Linked DNA regions of Anser cygnoides: region 1 is linked to region 2. A link is a contact called in public Hi-C data. All regions are on one chromosome and are shown on one strand. Each heading gives the region's core, a stretch centred on a gene start, on an enhancer-like site or on the middle of the called end of the contact. The rest is flanking DNA. Distances are from core to core; before and after follow the strand shown.

Region 1 (5,151 bases), core at 964-3,463, 490 kb after region 2:
CCGCACCGAGCCTGGAGAATAAACACGCACAACTTTCCCCCATTAAGCCCGATCCGAGGGCCGGATCCTTCCCCTTTGCGCACGGGGTGGGGAAGGCGCAGCACGGCCACGGAGCCGAGCTGCCAGGCACCGCATTCACGCAGCGGGAGCGGGGCTGGGGCCGGCCCCGAGCTCTGCCGGCGCTGCGGCTGGGCTGGCGTGCCGGCAGGGAGGAGGGGAGGCAGCCTCGGCGGCGCAGCACGGCACGGCACGGCACGCAGCAGCACGGCTTTTATTGCCCTCTGCCATTTCAGCCTCTCGCCAGCCCAGCCCCAGCCCCGCCGGAGTTCGGGGGAGTTTGGGTACGTGCCGCAGGGCCCGCTGCCTTCGGCAGGAAAAGTGCTTTGGTTTGCGGGCAGAGGCGAGGGCCGCCTGCCGTAGCTGCATGCGCAGCCCCAGCGCGCACCGAGGCTGATTGCTGTGCTCCGCTCCAAACCTTACGCATCCATTAAAAAAAAAAAAAAAAGGCAAAGCAAAGCCAAGAGGGGAAACTTTAGGCCCTCCAGGCTATCCTTGCTCGCCGCACAAGAGCTCCGGCTGCGTGCGGTACCGACACCGCCACGCTACCAAACCCAACGCCCTCAAAACTTTGATTTTCCGAGCTGCATGACAAAGCCCAGCCGCCGAACGTACACCGAGCATCCGCCCGCAGCCCCATCGGGGAAGCGAGACGCTCAGGCCGGGATGCGCCCGCTGTCCCTGCATCCCTCGAGCACGGATTCGGACCCCGAAATTCCTCAGCACCCGCGCGGCCCCGGCCGCCTCCGGCACGCACCCGCACCCCGCGGGGCAGCAGCAGCAGCCTCCCCTCCTCGCAGCCACTTCGGAAATTATCTGTACATCATCCGGGAGGCTCCTGCCCCGCCGCTGCTCCTCAGCTCCTCCACGTTCCTACCGCATTTCGGTCGCCGGTGTCTCGAGCGAGAGACATGGAGCCGCTCGCTTTGCCTACTGAGCGGATACAAAAGCCCCTGACATTGTTCAGGAAGCAATTAGCCGCTGGTCGGAGGAAAATGGTGTTTTCAGATGGATAACCTTTGATGTAGTCAATAGCTTCGTCTCCTCCTTTTTTTTTTTTTCTTTTTTTTTTTTTCTTTTCGGCCTCACACAAAAGAAAGAGGGGGGAAAAAAATAATAATCATAATAATAAAAAAAAAAAATCCGGCGAAAGGCTGGGGATTCGCTCCGACACAGCCCTCGCTCAGCAAAAAGGGATCTGGCGGCGAGGCGGGGGAAGGCAGCCCGACAATGCAGCTCATCCGTCCAACTTTTCTCCCCGCCGCGTCCCGGAGCCCGCACGGAGGAGCGGGAACATCCATCTGCGGGCTCGCAGGTCCCGCTTTTGTTTCGCCCTCCCCGAAGCACGGCCGAGCGGGGCGGGGGGAGCTCAGAAGTGAGGGTACTGCCTGCCTTCTCCTCCCCATCCACCTCCTCCTTACCCAGTGACCTTCATGTTAAGCCCTGCTTACACCCCGGCCCCCCCCCCCCCCCCCCAGCGCTTCCATGGGGGCAGCTCTCAGCCCTCAGAGGCCGGGATTTTGGGGTTTTTTTGGGGGATTTTCCTGCAGCACAGCACCGGGGGGGGGGGGACCGGGGGCACCCAGCCTCGGGGGGGCACCGCCACGGAGGGGAGCGGGGGGGGCGGCAGCAGCCTCCGGGGGGGCTCTGCCCCCCGACGGGGCTCTGCATCGAGGGGAGGGGGAACCCGCCCGGCCCCCCCGCAGCGGCTCTGCGGCTTCGGGGACCCCAAAAAGCCCGAGCCCAGCCCCCAAAACCCCGGCTGCGGGGGGGGGGGGGCGCCGACCCCTGCCGGCCCCGCGGGGCGCAATGCGGGGCTGGCCGGGGGGGGGGGGGGGGGGGGGGGGGGAGCCGCACCCCCTCCCCATTTCGCCTTTTTTTTTTTTATTAAAAAAAAAATGGGGGGGGAGGGGGGGGGGTTGCGGGAAGCCCGATTTCACCCCCAAAACGAGAAATAAAACCGGCGGAGGAAAGTTGCCAGCCGCGTTACTCACGCCTCGGGTCCCCGCTGGCTTCAGCCCCGCCAGCCATAACCGCATTCCAGCCGGGGCCCGCCGCCGCCTCCTCCTCCTCCTCCTCCTTCTTCCTCTCTCCTCCTCCTCCTCCTCCTCCTCCTCCCCCTCCGGCCGCGGCCCGCCGCCCTCCCGCCTGCCTCCCGCCGCCGCCGCCGCCGCTGCCCCGCATGAATGGGCCGGCGGCGCGGGGCCCCGACGGAACGCCGCCCGCCGCGCGCCCCCGCCGCCGCGCGCACGCGCACGGCCGCGCCGCCGCTGCCAGCACCGGGGCCGGGGCCGGGGAAAAGGGGGGCGGCGGCGGCGGCGGCGGCGGAGCCCGGCCGAGCTCCAGGGGGCGCCCGCGGAGCTCCGCGGGGAGAGGCGCGGCCCCGCCTTGCTGCTCCCTCTTAAAAGGGCGATGGAAGGGGGGGGGGGGGGGGATGTGGGGAGCGGGGGGCGGTTGGGGGATAGATGGGGGGGGGGGAGCCGCAATGGGGAGGGTCGTCCGCGAGGGGTGTGGGGGGGCTGCCCGGTGGTGTGTGTCTGCTCCCGAGGCGCTGCGCCCAAGCGTGGGGCGGTGGGGACGGCGGCACGCGTGGCCCCCTCGCTTGCGGGGTGCCCCAAAGCGCCAGGCACGCGGCCATCTGTGCAGAAGGCGAGGGGCAGGACGCTCGTGGACACCGCGGTGGAGAGAAGGAGGAGGTTTGGGGGATATAACCCCCGTACGGGGCGGTGGAGGTCAGGGAGGTGCCGCTGCGCCCTCCTGCCCCACGGCCACCTCAGGCTGCGGTGCCGTGTTACGCCGTGCTGCCATCTTGGACCCTGCGCACGGCCACCCTCATGAGGACGCCCAGGCTGGACCCACAAACCTAGACATGGCTCCCTCACAGAGCTGCACATGGCGCCATCAGAGACCTAGACACAGCTCCCTCATGGCCCTACATACGGCTCCCTCACTGCCCTAGACGTGGTTCCCTCACCGCCCTAGACGTGGTTCCCTCACAGCCCTACACATGGCTCCTTCACAACCCTACACATGGCTCCCTCACAGCCCTACACAAGGCTCCCTCATGGCCCTACACAAATCCCTCACAGCCCTACACATGGTTCCCCCATGGCCCTATACACAGCTCCCTCACAGCCCTACACATGGTTCCTTCACAACCCTACACATGGCTCCCTCACAGCCCTACACAAGGCTCCCTCATGGCCCTACACAAATTCTTCACAGCCCTACACATGGTTCCCTACACACAGCTCCCTCACGGCCCTACACATGGCTCCTTCACAGCCCTACACACAGCTCCCCCACGGCCCTACACACGGCTCCCTCAGGGCCCTACATACAGCCCTACACAGGGCTTCCTCACAGCCTCTCCCTCCTGGAGGGCCCGGCACAGCCTCCCCGGCCGCCCTGCCCAGCCCGGCCCAGCCCAGCCCGGCGGCAGGGGCAGCGGGCGGCCGGGAGCCACCTCAGCGCAGCGCCGCCGGCCCGGCGGCCATCCCGCCGATAACGGCAGGACTTTGTTCTGCGGAGCTGCCAGCTCAGCATCTTTCCACTGGCACCGCATCCACGCCGCTTATGACTAAAATCACAAAGGGGAAATATAGTAAAAGCCATAAAAGAGATGAATGGGTGGTCTGAGTTAATTATTTGTCTTTTTAAAACACGTTCAGCGCCAGCCATTTTTATCATCTTCATTATCCCCCTTTATTCATTTTTGCTTCGCACCAAGCCAGAGCACGGCTGCCCCGTGCCCACGTACCCCATCCCCAGCACAGGACCACCCCGGTGTCGCTGCGTGGGTGTAGGCCCTGCAGAAACCAGTGACCATCCTCTGCTCCTGCATCTCTCAGCCGGGAAGTGACCTTTTTAGAGGCAAACAGAACTAAATAAAGTCTTCATAATCAGGCCTGCACCTCCGCTCCTTTCACCGGTGATATGTGGGATATAAATGGTGTGGAACCGCTCTCCTGCCAGGAGATGGAGTGGTGGATCACTGCAGCATGGGGGCGAATGATCTCCCCCAGCTTGGGGCTTCAATCTTAGTAGCCCTCCAGCCACAAAAACCCACAGCCCACCGAGGTAACAGCCTCCAAACCCTGGCCACAGGTCAGGTGGGCATCCAGGCACTAGCGCCATGAGGGCAATAGACACACCTGGCTTGCTCGCCCAGGGCACAGCCAGCCAAACCTTTGTCCCCACCAAACCGCATCACCGAGACACGCTTTGCCCTTCAGCCTCATGTACACCATTGAATTTTGGAGTAGCCAGCCATCAGCTCTGCTGCAGTAATGCATATACTCACCTTGTGTGGACGCGTAGACATGCTCGTGGAGACCTCAGCCTCCAACGACTGACCACGTGTGCTTGCCTCCACCTGTACTAAGAGATACAAGCACGTACACAGCTCCTTACCTGGGCTGAAGTAACCTTCATGAAGCCATGGAGACCAGGAGGCCTCCTTCAGCCAGCAGAGCCCAGAGGCTACTCTGGCCCTTGGGAGAGGACAACTAAGGAGAGCAGAAGGTTCCTGGTGAACCTCAGGAGCCAGAACAGAGAAGAGAAGTGGACCTGGGAGGCTCCAGCGAGGGTAGGAAGAGAGGATGGGGTGGAGAACAGGTGATGCAGACAAGTACGCCAGGCAAGGTGCTTTTGACTTCCAGCCCTCAGCACCAGTTGTGTCTTGCACAAAGTCCACTTGAAAGCAAAGACGGCATCCCTAAGACTCAGACAAGAGGTCCCTTCCGACCCAAAGAGAGCCCTCTTCACAGGTTTTTCTTTTGTCTGCCTCCCCACCCTGCCCTCGTCAACATCTGTCATGTGGAGGCCAGGAGCTGGGAGCTGTCATATTCCCCCTGAGACACCGGCGGCGGTGCCTGCCATTCTCCCACCTCTTATTTGTGCACAGGCACACATGGGGCCCAGACTTAAAAGCTTTTGAGACAGAGGAGAAAAGAACAAATCAGCTCGCTCTGACGGCAGGGAAGCGGCTGGGGTTTGGATCACTTCCCCCAGATTGAAAGAAGCGGTTCTCTTTTTTTTTTTTTTTTCCTTCCCCTCCAAGAGACTAAATTTAGTGAATTCATTTCACATTAA
Region 2 (5,453 bases), core at 1,869-4,368:
GACGCCACCAGAGGAAAATTCTCCCTCTCTTTTATGCTTGGCTATTTCAGCCCTGGCTTCTCAGGCTGACAGAATGAATCCTAATATGCAGATGAGGCTGTGATAATGATTTTGTGCTGCCTGAATTACAGAAGCGTATTTTCGATGCAGGCGTATTTGAAACATCTTAGCAGGGCTCTGAGTTCCCTGCATAATTTGATGAGCAATAAGTAAGACACAGGTATGCCATGCAAGCAGCAAAATGTTAAAAGGTTATGGAACTGTATTACATCCAGTCATGTGAGAGAACAAATTAACAGTGCTGTTCTTCCAAAGAGACACGGGCTCCGGAGGGAAGATCAAGTTGATCTCACTGGGAGAGTTTAAAAAAAAAAAGACTTGCTTCTTTTATGGACTTGTCAGCTCTTGCCAGTGGGCTGCAGGGACTCAGCTGTTCTTTTAGCTGAATTTGAGTTTACTTTTGAATTTTTTATTTATTTATTTAAATACATGGTAAAATATATCTATGCGTGCCGTGGCATTTCCTGTGCTTGTTTGAGACATCAGTAAAAGAGTCTTAGCACCAAAATCAGTCACTTTGGAATATTTTCCCATTAGTTTGCTCTGTCAGTAAAGTGGGAAACATGACTCCCCAGCATACAATTCCTTCTGATATTCAATCAAAACATCTGAGCTAACATTCATTACTGACACTCAAATTACAGGGCATCTTCTGAATAGCTCACCAGTCCTTTTTTCTTTTTCTTCCCTTCTCTCCTCTACCTCTTTTCCTTTCTCCTCCCCGTCCCCTTTTCTTCCTTTAATGCAATGTGTGATTGTTCCTTGTCAGGCTGGAGCACGTTCCCGTCCCGCTAAGTGTCAGCATGCCGCTATCAGCTTGCAGCAAATTGTGCTTTCCCTGAGCGGTGGCTGATGGAATGAATGGCAGCCCGGAGATAGTCCTGTCCTTCACAATGCAGAAAGGGCGAGAGTTCCCACAACTGCTTTTCCCTGTGAGCGCATTATGGTAGCAGGTCAAGGGAGCAGGGGAGTTGGAGGGGAGAGAGAAGAGAATTAAAAATAATAGTCTGGAATTCTTGGTAGTGTCCTGATTGTAATCAGAAAGAAGCAAACAGTAAGGCCATATAAAAGCCTTCACTCAGAAAAAAAAATTCTCTCTCTTTTTGGAGTATTTGTGGCAGCTGAACCTAGTGTGGTTTTTGCAAGGCTGAGGTTCAAGACTTTAAGTGGTGGATGAAGCTACAGCTGCATCTCCTCCTGCAATCATGGGCAGCAAGGTGATGTTCAGTGGCAGCTCTTGCACCCGTATGAGCTTGTCATTGAATTTCTCCCCACTCATATCCTACAGGTGTTCTGTGCAGAGAGCTTGTCCTCAAAGATTTGCCTTAGCTCCTGACGGTTTAGGAATTCAGAGGCACCAGCACTGCACCAGCTCCTTCTCCATGAGGAATCTGGGGATAAATATGGTTGAACATCTTGGTTTTGTTGCTGTTGTGGTTTGAATGTCACATTTCCCAGGTAATGTGTCCTAAACTGTCCTTCGTCCTCATCTGCTGCTGAGATCCATACTACGGCAGCTGTGGCCACCTGCATTTTCACGATGTTGTTCAGGCCTAGGACTTTGCCCTGCTCGTTCCCATCCAAATGCATCAGCTCCCATATTTCTCTCACATCAGTCAATAGTGCTGTGGGCTGACACACAACCAGGCAGCCTTCGTTCTCTGTAGCAGGATGCTGTTGTGTCTATCCCCCCTCGTTACACCGTTGGCAACTGAAGGTAAAAAGGAATCCAAAACTAAGTAAAAATTGGACTTAGACCAGGATGTCTTGCAAACTACATCCCCCAAATTAACGCATATTAAATGTGGGCAGTAGATTGCATTACACACTGCGTTACGTGGAGCTGCTGATGAAATCTGCACATGGGCCCTGTTTTTCCTTCCAGATGTTCCTCTCGGCTGCTGCACTGAGAGAGGGAGGGAGGAATTGTTCTGGATGAGGCTCCTATCACCTGTCCCACCGAATGGAAAAAGCCCATGAGACTTCTTTTTAGGAAGTGCTGGAGCAATGCCTGCATCATCCTTACTGTTCCCAGGTCGGGACGTGGTAGAGCTGCATGTTGTTGTGCCGTTATGTACAATTAATATGTCTCTTTTTTTTTTCTGTGTCCAGTGGCCACTGCTGGTGCCGCAGCCTGGCCTTGGTCTCTGCCCTCTGGCCTTAGCGTGGCGCAGAGGTGGCGGGGGCACAGCTACAGCACTGCAGAGCATCACCCGACAGCATCTCCGGGACGTCGCTCTGGGGAGCGCCTGGCCACTATTAAACCCTGCCAAAGACTCTGTAAGGCTTTCCTGAAGTGCTGTAAGGCAATAAGCACTTTTTTGCCCTCCTGCCACCTTGAGCAGTAACAGCAGCTGTTACCAAGCCAACAGTAAAGCAAACGAAGCCCTCGCACTGGGGCTGGGAGATGCTGCTAATGATATTCGCTTGCCACGGCTCGGAAGCGCTGGCAGAGCTATCACGGAGCAGTTAGGCATCCCGACCACAGAAACGCTAGATGTTTGTGTGGGGGTGAGTGTCCCCTGGCTATTCGCAAATTCTCTGCCTTTTTGAACCGGAGGCTTTATGAGGAGAACCTGGAGATGATAATAAAATAAGAAACTGGAGACACTTTCCAGGGGCCCCATCTAGCTCCGTCTCTGTTGCCATGCGTGGGAGTTGCACGGGGCTCTGAGCAAACAGACGGTTCCTCCTTACTGCCTGGGTTGGCGGCATATGGCTTTCTAAACGTGTTTAGTTTAGGGGTTTGCATTTGCATCCAGCTCCCAACTTCCAGCAGGTCCCCGTAGCTGCACTTCACCTCCTTGCAAGCACGATGGTCCAAGCGCAGTTCTTGTCTCCTTTGACTGTGTGTTCCTGTAGTACAAGCCACAGCACTAAGCAGGGCCCAGGGAAATGTGGTGGAATCTCAATGCTGTGCTGGCAGGGAAATGTGGTGGAATCTCGGCCCTGCTGGGTCCAGGCTTGCTGCAGGGAATTGACCCTTGTTCTGCTGCTCCTGCTGAGAGCCAAGTGCTGCCGAGGCACAGGGCGTAACTGGCCAGAAAAGGAGGTTGTTGTAGGCCACCAAACCTCTCAATGCAAATAAATGGCAATAAAACAGAGCCAAGAATATGCATGTTCAGTGTTGGTCATGTCCATGGCCTTACTCTTCCCTCACTTGACTGTTTTTATCTTTCTAGGCTATCAGATATTTGGAGCACAGAAGAAATCTCTGTACCAGAGCTACTGCGTTGGGATCTCTATAGAATAATGTTAATTCTTTTGATTTCATTCTTATCCCAAGCAGTGATCTTCTACCCCCAAGCATGAAAGTAGCCTTTGTAATGCTACCTTAGTGAACGCAGCTGCAGAAAATTTCTCTGCCTACTAACGGGCTCTTTCGTCTAGGGTAGAAAGGCATAGCAGGATCCAATGGCTAGGAGCTGAAGCCAGATAAATTCAAATGAGGAATAAAGAGAAAAGATTCACATTTTAAACATTGAAGTTGATTAAGCATTAGTTCAAAGAAAGTGGTGGATTCTTCATATCCACCTGGCCCTAGAACAAGCCTGGAAGCACTTTCCAGAAGATCTGCTTTAGCAGACACAGGTTGTTACGCTCAGCACGGGGTTATTGGGCGAAATGTAATGGCCTGAGATAAACAGGAGGTCAGCCGAGCTGTGCTGATGGCCTTTTCTGGCCCTCAGCTCTACGAACAGCATGCATATGAAAATATGTGCTCTAAAGCAAGCTACTTAAAATGCATGCCTAACTCTAAGCGTGGAAGTTTTCTGGCTCTCTTCGCTGGGACTTGCCTGCTAAATCTAGACTCCTGTCCTGCAGGTTTGATCCGATCCAGCTTGAAGTCAGTGAGGATCTTCTCCCTGGCCACTTCAGATTGAGCTCTCAGACAGGAATAGTTTAGTTCAGCTCCCCAAAATGCGTTTCATGCTAAAACCACTCTGCTCTTGTATGAGCACCGTCTGCTGAAGGATCTTAAAGCATTTTGCAAACATTAATTCGCTGCTTAATTAAACTTAAAACACGATGATCTTGAGCAGATGAGCTTTGTGTCTTTCTTCAAGCACCGTTTATAAAAGGAATAGGTTGCACTTGTCATGCTGATAACAGTGCCTAACTTTCCCGCTTACATTGTGTTTCTAAACCCAGTTTAAGTTGTTTTCCTTCAATACGAACAGTTTTTGGAACAGTTTTTGAAAGAAAAATGCAATCCAAGCACACTTATTTATTTTGTTGGTGGTGCTGGAAATTAGAGTACAAACGCTTTATCTGCATTACAAACACTATTACAAAGTGCTAGAGTGCTTTAATCTATCTTCTAGACTTTTTTTTGTTATTATTATTCATGCTTGAAGTGCTTTATCTTAATGCTCACAGTAGTTACCATAGGCACACACAGCAGCACCAACCCCACTAGAGGCTTTTCTGTGTTTTGTTTTCTTTTTCCTGATGCTCTTATTACTTGGATGACATTAAAGTATAAACAAGCCAACAGATGTGCCCACAACCTGGTAGCTCTCTTGGTGAAAGGAAATAATTGCAGGAAGAGGGGTTTTGTGTGTGTTATTATTGGGACAGTGTCCTAAGTGCTACTAGATGGTGATATTATCAGAAAGTAGATTGGAAAGTGTTGCCTAAAATCACATGGGAGACAGCATATAGCTGCAGGGAAAGGCCTGATGGTGCTGGATTTATGTTTGGGTTGGCTTGATGAATCTTCCAGCCCCTATTCTGAAGCACAGATATGCCTGCCTCCCTCTGGCTGTTAACAGCTAAAGGACGATGGATCTGAAGCTGCAGCACAGAGGAATTACTGGGACTTCAGCTCCCTCCAAATGAACCATCTGCTTAGCAGCCAAGGCAAGTTTAATACAGCAGACCTCTGACTTCCACTATTCAGTCCTTCCCACACATAGAGGGGAAGCTGATAGATGTGGGATAACTGCATTTATGGACAGTGGTTCTCTGTGAAGACAAAGGTCCCGAGAGGGATGTCCTATCTCCTTTGCTCATTATTCCCTAAAACTCAGCAAGGGACCAGCCTGAGACCTGGAGCACAGGGACAGAGCTGCTGGAGGAGTGACCACCCCGGCCAGATGGCACACACGATGGAGCAGAGCTCTTCGTATATTGCATTTCAGGGCCAAAATGTCACCTGCTGTAAAGCAATAGTTGCTGCAAATAAGTCACTTTAGAACAGGTGAAGGTCTGGCCCACAGCAACCAGTTTTATTCCTTGATTGCTCAGAAGGGACTCAATCATTTTCTGGATCATTTGGAAGCTGGGTGAATGGAGACTCACAAGTGCTCCTTATCAAAACTCCCCAAGCCATCTTCTTTTATCTGATTTCCCTTTCCTCCCCCTTTTTTAAGAAAAATCTCATCAATCGA

Evidence for each region. Hi-C and Micro-C count contacts between places; a contact is called where the count stands out from the background.
Region 1: a contact with region 2 is called in a Hi-C map of liver, with 1.7 times the contacts expected there. The contact joins the promoter of PLXNA1 here to the enhancer-like site in region 2. A contact is called at or near these places in 2 of 7 Hi-C or Micro-C datasets (granulosa cells and liver).

What each region holds. Positions count from the first base shown.
Region 1 is chr10:13,708,100-13,713,250 of Taihu_goose_T2T_genome, forward strand. PLXNA1 (plexin A1) reads right to left here and starts at 2,214. Exons shown (of 32, transcript XM_067003462.1): 1 at 2,052-2,214.
Region 2 is chr10:13,221,778-13,227,230 of Taihu_goose_T2T_genome, forward strand. LOC106045078 (a long non-coding RNA gene) reads left to right here. Exons shown (of 3, transcript XR_001212605.3): 3 at 1,946-4,167. Among named protein-coding and RNA genes, the nearest start is that of TXNRD3, 24 kb to the left of the region's middle. Within about 2 kb of position 3,119, at least 1 of the 3 cell types and tissues checked has open chromatin away from gene starts, as enhancers often do. A contact at or near this core is called in liver, where this site is marked.